2 separate regions of the Sus scrofa genome follow, and region 2 is linked to region 1. A link is a contact called in public HiChIP or PLAC-seq data. All regions are on one chromosome and are shown on one strand. The core of a region is the stretch at or near the end of the contact, and the rest is flanking DNA. Distances in the headings are between cores, read along the strand shown. Region 1 holds the start of TGFBRAP1 (transforming growth factor-beta receptor-associated protein 1). Region 2 holds the start of MRPS9 (mitochondrial ribosomal protein S9).

Evidence for each region. HiChIP or PLAC-seq counts read pairs in DNA pulled down with a chosen protein or histone mark.
Region 2: a contact with region 1 is called in an H3K27ac HiChIP or PLAC-seq map of alveolar macrophages. The contact joins the promoter of MRPS9 here to the promoter of TGFBRAP1 in region 1. A contact is called at or near these places in 1 of 47 Hi-C or Micro-C datasets (liver) and 1 of 2 datasets of contacts at active chromatin or transcription factors (alveolar macrophages).

What each region holds. Positions count from the first base shown.
Region 1 is chr3:49,467,455-49,472,425 of Sscrofa11.1, forward strand. TGFBRAP1 (transforming growth factor-beta receptor-associated protein 1) reads left to right here and starts at 2,444. Exons shown (of 12, transcript XM_003354707.5): 1 at 2,444-3,056. The coding sequence starts at 3,028. LOC100625214 (a long non-coding RNA gene) reads left to right here. Exons shown (of 3, transcript XR_130489.4): 3 at 1-1,640.
Region 2 is chr3:49,677,918-49,682,889 of Sscrofa11.1, forward strand. MRPS9 (mitochondrial ribosomal protein S9) reads right to left here and starts at 3,481. Exons shown (of 11, transcript NM_001244553.1): 1 at 3,324-3,481. The coding sequence starts at 3,458.

The DNA of each region.
Region 1 (4,971 bases), core at 1,194-3,693:
CAGATGTGCCAACTGTATGTCTGAGCACAAATAAAATTAAAATGCTTCATAGTGCATATAGCAACTGAAAAAATAGGTCACATTTTGCACTTATGTTTCTAGCTACTTAGAACCACAGTTCTGAGTTTCGGATAATTACCTTCAGTATCATAATTGATGATTATGTTATTTTATTATTGTCATTTCTCATTCCTTTTACAACCAGATCATATTGAAGCTGTGCTTATGTGCTTAGAACACTGACTTTCTTGTAAAACCCATCTCCTCGGTCACCTCTTTGATAAGGTCCCTGAAACCGTGTCTCTCATCTTTGGGTTCTCAGCAGCCAGCACAGTACCTGGCACACAGGATGAGACCAGGAAGTGTGTCCCAAGTGAGTGTGCATAAACCTTTCCTGATCCTCAGATGTTATTTTTTTGCCTTGGGATCGTATCCCATTCCATCACAGCTTCTCAAACTTGAATGAGCATTAGAGTCACCGGGAGAGCCTGACAATGCTTAGCTGGGCCCTACACCCAAAGTTTCTGATTTAAGAGGTGTGGCGTGTGGACACAAGAATCCACATTACTAACAAGTTCTGAAGTACTGCTGATACTGTTGACTATTGGCCTGTACTTTCTAAACCACTGCATTGAATTAAGCTTCTGGAAGACAGGGCCGGTCTTCCTCCTTTCAGGATGGTCTGCAGCCTCTGCTATGGTACTGAGCACACAGGAGCTGCTAAAAAATAGGAATAATTATTTGAATAACAGTTCAACAAGTTTCTTGGCATTCCCATTGTGGCTCAGCGGAAATGAATCTGACTAGGATCCATGAGGGCACAGGTTTGATCCCTGGCCTCGCTCAGTGGGTTAAGGATCCAGCGTTGCCATGAGCTATGGTGTAGGTCACAGACACAGCTAGGATCTGGCATTGCTGTGGCTGTGGTTTAGGCCAGCAGCTACAGCTCCTATTTGACCCCTAACCTGGGAACCTCCATATGCCATGGGTGAGGCCCCAAAAAGATTTTTAAAAAAAATCTTTCTTTGCTTAACATCATTTTCTAAAATGATACCCAAATGTGTAGATGTATACTCTTAATAAGAGAGATTATAAATTAGAGTAACAGTCTTTGCATGAAAAGCTTCTTTTAAAGATGACCTAGTTTATTAATATTGAGCAGCAGGAAGTGTAAAAAGTGGTTAAGTGCTTCCTCTAAGCAGACAGACAGCAAGCTCATGATGGACACACTCAGGAGCTTAGAGCCAGCGTGGAAGTGAGGAACTTGGCGTAAGTGTGAGTATGTGTAAGTGCAAGGATGCTGAGTTTGGGGAGTAGACTATAACTATGGAAGTATTTACTTGTATCTGATCAGCAGCTCTTAACCTTCATTAGTTTATTAGAACACATCTTTTCCACCTTCCAACATGTTTAGTATGAGCCCAAGGGATATTTAATAAATGTCAATGATTGAAGTTAATATTTTTATGAAAAAATATGACTTTGATCATTCTTAAATGTAACCAGTCAAAACATGAGGAATTTAGAATTAGCCTGATGTCAATCTTTGCACATTTCTAGTTATGTACATACAGCGATCAGTCATGTGAAACAGACTTCTCAGAAAGTTCAGGAAGAATAAATGTTTCTACATGGCATAATGTGCACCGTGAAGTTTGCCGTTTTTTAAAATCTCATAGCAAATCCTTTTCAGAAGGAAATAGTTATTTCTGAATTATCTCCTTTTACTCCTCTTGTTCGTTAACACATTTTCACTCTTACATTGTTTAAAGGAGAACACAAATGTTATTCTATATACTATTCCACCGACAGCTGAATTTCATATAGAAAAAGTTTCCAGTGGTGTTGAGTTCTGGGTTCTGACCCTTGCGCTCTTCTTACCACCGTGGACTGTGGGAGAAGTCTTTCACTTCTCTCTGCCTCTGTCCGCTTGCCTGCACAGTGCGGGAATCAGCAGTGCCTACCTGGTAAGGCGAAGTTTAAATGCCAGCACAGGGCTGAGGCCCTAACCTGGTAAGGCGAGGTTTAAATGCCAGCACAGGGCTGAGGCCCTAGCCCTGTGTCTGGCGGTTCTTCAACTAACCTTCCCCCGGGGCATGGTAGAGCAGTAAGAAGCAGAAGCACAGATGGGATTCTAGGCCCCACTGGGCCAGTGACAAGTGATGACAGTCACATATTCTCCGTGGGCCTGGGCAAAATGAGTTTACTCTTCTGTCCTCCAGCTCCCTGGCTCCACTGGCTGCCAGCCTCCTTAGACCTGAGAGGCCATTCACTGCCACTTGCCCTCGAAACACACATAGCCCTACAGTCTGGAAAACCACTGCCCCACCTGGGGGACCGGGCCAGTGACATGGGATCCACCCGCCAGAGCTGAAGCAGGGCCAGGGCTGGGGCACCTGTGAGACCATGAACTAAGAAGGGAAGGGGCTAAAAAATAGGCCACAGAAGATTAATTCCTGATGGTTCTTTATTTCCTTTCACTTTGGGGGGGTGTGTATCATTTGGTTTTCTCTCTCTGAATCAGAAGACCACAGAGTAGAATCTGGTATCTGCCTCCCAGTTGGGGATGACAGCTTTGTTCTATAATCCCCAGGGGCTGGAGGAAGGCTGTGGCCTCTGAAATTAGGGGAAATCACTGAGAAAACTGAGCTTTTTATATGCTAATAATCAACCACTGACGGTTCTGGTGGGAGCCTTCTCATGGTTTCATCATGCAACCGGATTTTGACTATGTTGAAAAGAGGCTGGTGATTCATCCGAACCTAGGGTTCCTCTCTGGCTTGATCCAAAAGAATAGCTATTGATGGGGTTTCCTAACAAAACGGGTGCCAGGACTCGCTGCTTCAGTAAGGACACCATGCGACCCTACTGCCCGAGGCTCTGGGCTAACTGTGGGCCTGGGCCGAGGGGTGGGCGGCTCGTGCCTAGCAATACGTTTCAGCTCGCGGGGGCCACCAGCAGCGGTCAGCCCCTCCAGCCCGACTTCGTCAGGTGGCAGAGTGGTCCAGCCTTTCCCAGGATTGACGGATGGATGGATTCATTCGTTCACGCAGCAGGTACACTGCTGGCGCCGTCGCGGCGCTGGAAATAGGGTGGTGAGCGAGTCCGGCAGGCCGGTTGTGGGAGGAGAAAGCTCGGCCCGGCGGCGGCAGCCTCACCGCGGTACCGACACCACCCTGCGCCGGGCGGGCTTTGCTCCGAGCGCTCGGTGGCGGTCGGCGCCTTTCCCTCCGGGCCCCTCCTCCCCCAGGCCGGCGCCGTAAGCCCTGCAGATCCTGAGCGCTGGGGCCGCAGGGGAGCCCCCCGGACCTCCAGGCCCGGCCCAGGGCGGGGTCTGCAGCCAACGCGGGGCCGCGGGCCGGACGGAGACCGGCGCTCCCGCCCTCGGCCGCCCACGTGACGGGAAGCGGCGGGGCTGGGCCGGAGCCGGGGCCGGGGCCCAGGAGCGCGGGGCCCGGAGCGGCCGGAGCGCGGGCCGGTGAGCGCGGGTGGGGAGCGCGGGGCGGCCGGGGGCACCGGACGGGGTTGGAGGGCGGCGGCCTGCGGGCAGGTGCGCGGCAGGTGCCCGGGCCGGAGCCAGGGGCCGGCGCGTGGAGGGGGCGGGTGCGCCGCGCGCCTGAGTTCCGGGCCGGGACCGTCCGCTACCCTGTCCTGGTCTGAGTCGGGGGCGGTCTTCTGGGGGTAGGTCCGCACCCCTGCGCCCCTCGCTCCACCACCGTCGTCTGTAGTGCTTCTGTCGACGTGATGAGCGCTTCCCAGAGCTCCTGGGATTCGAGAGCGCAAATTCCGGGTCACATTCGGGCCTGAAAATTTGGCCTCAACTGGAGAGCCGGCAGGAGTGTGCTGGGAGGCGGGGACACCATGCCCCTTTCTCAATCCAGGGTTGGCGGCCCGCTGTCACCCCTCGTTCGGAGGGGCAGGTGGAAGTTGGGTTCTCCATTGGCCTCATGGGTTTAAGGGGATGGCTTTCAGGACAGAAGCTGTGGTCTGCAGTTGCCGCAACTGCCATGGCTTCTACTGAGGGCTGTTGGGTGACCATTACATAGCTCCCTAGCCCCACTGGCTGCTGGAAATAGGGGGTCATGCAGTGCATCTTATTGCAGACCGACTGTATTGAGCGCTGGGGTCCCAACCTGTTGGATCAGGATTTGATCCTTGGGGAAGTGCTTGCCGAGGCCAGGAAGCTGAGGAACTGGTGGCAAGTGAAGGCACTGAGGGCCTTTGGCAAGGAGGGACTTTTGCATGTGTGCGCTGGTGAACCTGGACTCAGAACATACCATGGGAGGGGCTGCCAAGCCCATCAACTCCTGCCCTGGCGGCCCCTCACTCTGTTGGTTAGCGGGAAGCTCCATCCCTGTGGTCAGATAGGAAGGAACATCTGGCCAGCTGCTTCCTTTTCTTTTTCCTTCCATTTGTGCCAGCCATGCAGTGACAGCAGTCACTGAAGTGGCCTCTTTGGTGTGTGGCCCTAGGAAGAGCCGCCCTGAATCCCTCAGAAGCTGTCTACACCAGCCTTCCCTGGCCTGGCTCCTCGGTGAAACCAGGCAATGCTGCTCCGTGCTGTGGGTGGTGGTGGCCATGGAGCCATGGGTTCAAAACCTGACCCCACCTCTTCCTAACTGGGGGCTTTGGGTTTTCACTGGAACCTCTGAGTCTCAAGTTCCTCAATCAAAATTGGGGAAATACGAGAAAAAAGACACACATCCCAGTATGAAATGTGCCTTTGGCACAGAGCCTGGCACTGTTAGACGCTCGATAGACGGTTGTTAAACAAGGATTCAGGGCCCCAGCTCTGAGTACCTGCTAACCCAGGGAGGCTTTTCACCAGGCTGGACTCCTGGTGGGTCCCACACTCCATCAGGTTGCTGTGCACATTTTCCAGAGACATAGGGGAGAGGTGTGAGGGTTGACCTCGCCCGCAGGTAGGTGCTCTGCCTTTTCTCTTTCACTCAGCCCTCTGGTCCTGGAGTC
Region 2 (4,972 bases), core at 2,231-4,730, 210 kb after region 1:
TCAGAATGTGGCCATTAAGATAAACAGTATTCCAACTGTCCTTGTCTCTCTGCTCAAGATCTCAAGGGAGGGGATATCTAATGGGGCTCCCTTGAGTCAGGTGCCCCAGACTACAGTTTTTCTGGACTGTAACCAATGGGGAAGAAATTCCTCCCAAGAAAACAGGGTGCTGTTATGAAGGTAAGTTAAATGAGCAAGGAAATCTACTGTACCATATAGGCAAAACTCAGCATTTATATTAATTCCACAAACTGTTATAAATTAAGAGAATTAACATACTTACCAAAATCATATATATATTTTTATGGACCTTGTGTGAATCCCGATACCAACTATAAAAAGTTACTGCTGGGATAACTAGGGAAATTTGAATATAAAATAGGTAACAGATGGTATTAAGTAAATCGTGTTCATTCTTTGAGTTAGACATGTTCAAAGTGGTATGGAAGATATGCTTTTTTTAAAAAAATCTTTTCGTGTCAAAGATCCACAGTCAAGTATCTGTAAGAAAAATCACAGAAATTCTGAGATTATATTAAAAGCCTCCAGGAAGGAGTTCCTTTTGTGGCTCAGTGGTTAAGGAACCCGACTAGCATCCATGAGGATGTGGGTTTGATCCCTGGCTTCGCTCAGTGGGTTAAGGTTCTGGCGTTGCCGTGAGCTGTGGCATAGGCTGCAGACGCAGCTTGGATCCTGCGCTGCTGTGGCTGTGGCACAGGCTGACATTTGCAGCTCCTATTCGACCCCTAGTCTAGGAACTTCCATACGCCATGGGGGTGGCCCTAAAAAAGGGAAAAATAAAATAAAATAAAAAAATAAAAGCCTCCAGGAAAAAAAAAGGTAGGGAGACAAATGAAACAAATTTGGGACACTCAGATATCTGTCCTTGCATTGAGGCATGAATATGAAACACTGAACTATGAAACAGTTCATAGTTTCACTGGTATGCAGGAGAAAATGTGCTGGCTGGAGAGTTGACCAACTGAGTACCAAGCTTAAGAGAACTTGTTTGCTTTTCCTTGTTGCATCAGTGTCTCTCAAAGATTTCGGACTGTGACCTACAGTAATAGTCACTGCTCATATTACTTCCTGGTATACACTGACACCTATAAACAATAAGCAAAAATACTTCCCTGTAGAAGATGCACTTTCATTATCATTATTATTCTATTCTCCCCACTCCCTTCTTCAACCTCTTAAGAGACTTCATAACTAATGGGGTATGACCCAAATTAAAAACAAACAAACGAAACTTGCAGTGTTTTAGAACTTCAGGAGGTGATTTAAAATGTTTTATGAAACATGGCCCCTAAGAGAAATACAGCTATTAATACTGGAGATGGAAGTGAAGGAACGCTAATATTTTAGACAAGCTCTGTTCCAGAAAAAAGCTTTATAAATGTTTTTAGCTATATATAAGAAACCATTAAGGGTCTAATGGGGTCTTTCAGTTGTATCTGAGCTGAGCTTATACATGTGACATCTGCTGTGGTGGTATTCTGGAATTTGGGGATTAAGAAATCTCAGAACCACCCTTTAAGAGTGCTAAGAGTTTGACTTCACTCACCTAATGAAAAAAAAAATGAGTATGAGGGCTCTCCCATACACCAATGATGGACTGCTAGAAAAGCTATGTGGAAATATCTATTAAATGACTGCTGATAAGCACACATCCTTTGCAGCAATCACCTCACACCTAGAACGCTCTCCTATAGAAATAAAAGCATCAGGTGGAGGATACCTGATGTAATAAGAATTACAAAAGGATATTTACTGAACTCTTTGGGAAGAAAAAGGAAACAAAGCAAATGCCCTGCAACTGTTGGATTAACTTTGATACACTTATGCCACAGAATATTACGCAGCAGTTAAGACATGTAACAAGTGACTTGGGGGGAATTCTACTATACCTGTAAGCTAAAGAAGCAAAAAGTAGAACAGAGTCCATCTTTTGGAAGTATGCATATGCATGTACGTCTCTATATGATTAAAAGAACATAGGGAAAGACCCAGGATACAGACACTCCAAGGTTTGGGAGTTCCGGGGAGGGAGAAAAAGTTAGCAACTCTCTGCCACCTCCTTCACATTAACTGTCAACAATAAAAAACAGTCTGTATGCTACAACCCTTTTACAGACAATTAACTGCATACAAGAAGGATATATTCGAAAGACATGCATGAATAAAAACTCTGAGCATATATTCCAATTAAAAAATAAAAGCAAATGTCTGATGGATAAATGAATGGATGGCTTGGTTGATCTTGGTTATGTCTTTTAAAACATAAAGAAGATAGGAAAAAGATAAGTATTACTTTTTTGAATACAGTTTTTAGATCATAGTACTTGACTTCTTTACAATACTTGGTACTGTTAGTCACTTTCCCTCCTTAGAACATTCATCCCGTTTTCTATGACACCAGGCTGCCTATTCTTTGGCAGCTCATTCTCAATCTCCTGGGGGCTTTTCTTCCTCTACTGTTTGCCCTTCGGGGCTCGGTAACTGTGTTTATTACTCATTCAGCACACCCTCTCAAGATCTAATTCATTTCCAAGGTCGCAACTACCATCTACAAGGTCACAAAGGACTAGAACTCCCTTCTTGTAAATCAGCTCTCTTCTCGAACTACTGATTTGCCTATCTCTGAGCCTACCGGAAATCTCCACTTGGACATTCCAATTATAATTATATAACAGATACAAATATATCCAAAACTAAGCTCGTTTGCTTCCCTCTCAAATTTTACTCCTCCTCCTCAGACCCCATGTTAGTGAACTGCATCACCATCCAATCATCTGTGAGGCTAGATTCCTGGCTTCCCACTGCCCTTGGGCTTAAAGTTACAAGTCCTAGTCTCCATCGCTCCAGAGACCAAGTACCGGGAAAATTAAGAAAACAGAAACGGCACAGATACAAGGCATTTTAAAACTGTCACTAACTCTCCACTTCACTGGGTGACTTTCTCCATTAAGTATTCGGGTCACTGCAAAGAGTCCAGTTCTCAACCGTCTCCTCCAGCGCGGCCTTCCTCCCTCTGGACCGCGGGGCTCGCGGGCAGGACCCATCACCCGCTCCAGCGGATCAAAGGAGGAATCGCTCTCGGTGCGTCTCAGATAACTTCTCCCTCACCACACCCTGCGAAAACCAGAAACAACCTCCAGGTGGCGGCTGAAAGGCAATTCCACTGCTCTAACTCAGACCCTCACTGAGCACCGAAGACCCCAGGGCCCCCGTCTGAGGGCGCAGAGACGGACCGCGGCGGCGGCGGCGGCTCCACATTCTCGCGTCACAGGAACAACACACCAACTTCTCTCAGGCCTTACCTGGCATCTGGCACCTGCCTGCAGTTCAGGAGCTGCGGCTTTCCAGAGGACTTGTCCCCGCGCAAAGCTAACCCTACACCCGAGAAAGAGTCGATAGGAAACGGCTGCACCACAAAACACACAGGGAGCAGCCATGTTGGCCGCGGTAGAACGGGATGGGAAGGCGCAGGGGCGGAACTTGCGGGCTGCGCAGGCGCCAACTGGCTCCGCGTCCTGGAGGCTGTCGGGAATGGGCTGGGGCGGGGGGCGGGGTCTGCGGACGGAGGCTGCTCGTCGATGATTGGGTGCGTGAGTTCACGGGGCGTGTCCGACCACGCCCCCGGGCCCACGCCTGCAGACCGAAGAGAGGTTGCTTGTGCCCCTGGTCTCATCATTTCCTTAAATTTACCTTGAATCCCCTCCGCGAGTCTCTATGGATCTACTTCGACGCGACTATCTCACCAGCCCTCCAGTCCCACGCTGCCCTCGCGCCGGCTCCTCCGCGTAACCGGATCTTCACGCTTCATCACCCAGCCCCTATCCTCTCCCAGCAAGACCCGGCTCCACCTTCTGCTCCCAGAACGATCCCTTCCCGACAAAGGTTTTCCCTCTCCTATCTTATAGACGTTGAACAGGGTACAGGGCCTCCACCCTTCTCCGGAGGCTGGTTGTCTCCTAAGTGTATGATGCACAAGCTAACTCTTAAACCCGTGAGGACAGACACGTACTCTTCTTTGCTCGTCGCTCCTGTATTGTCAATACTAAGCCTCCCTGGAAGCCCCATCAAAACTAATGAATGGGTGTTGAATACAGATGAGTATGCCTCATGTGTACTCCTGTTTGTAATTCCCAGGGTGCTTGCTACGAAATACATACTAAATGAGGTAGTAAACTGCTCTGAAAGGGTTTCGGAACACTTAGATTTGAAGGATTGGCAAAATTAATACACACATACACACCTGAAGATCAGAGGTCATGTTGTCAAGAAAATAAATGCTATCTACTATCACCATTATTTCTTAAAACAGAACATTTTAACATCAGGAAGGTAGAAATGACATAAATCTCAAATGAGATGTTGTCCTTCAAATGGAATGCATGTAGTTGTATGAAAAGTTCACTCTCTGTTCTTTTTGTCACCTTTTAGGCCAGTGAAACTTTAGGAAGTTGGCTAAGGCCCAGGAACCAACAAGTTTGGGAACCAAGACTTTAAAGGTCATTAAAGTAGGTGTCTTTGTAGAGAACAGACTTGTGTGGCCAAGGGGTTGGGAAGGGGAGTGGGGTAGACTGGGAGTTTGGGATTAGCAGATACAAACTATTACATTTAGAATGGATAAGCGATGAGGTCCTGCTGTATAGCACAGGGAACTATATCCAGTCTCCTGGGATAGAACCATGATGGAAAATAGTAATAAAAGTACGCACATATCACTGAGTCACTTTGCTGTACAGCAGGACTTGGCACAACATTTTCAATCAACCATACTTTAATGCAAAATGTTTAAAAAATAGATGTCTTTAAACGGCATTCCTGCACACTCTAAAAAAATGTATTTAACTTAATTGTGGAAATTTCACCAGGTAAAGACTAATAAGTGTGTAGAAGCAGAATTTATATCACTTTTTAAAAATGACATGTTGGAGCATATAAAAACTACATAAGTACTGAA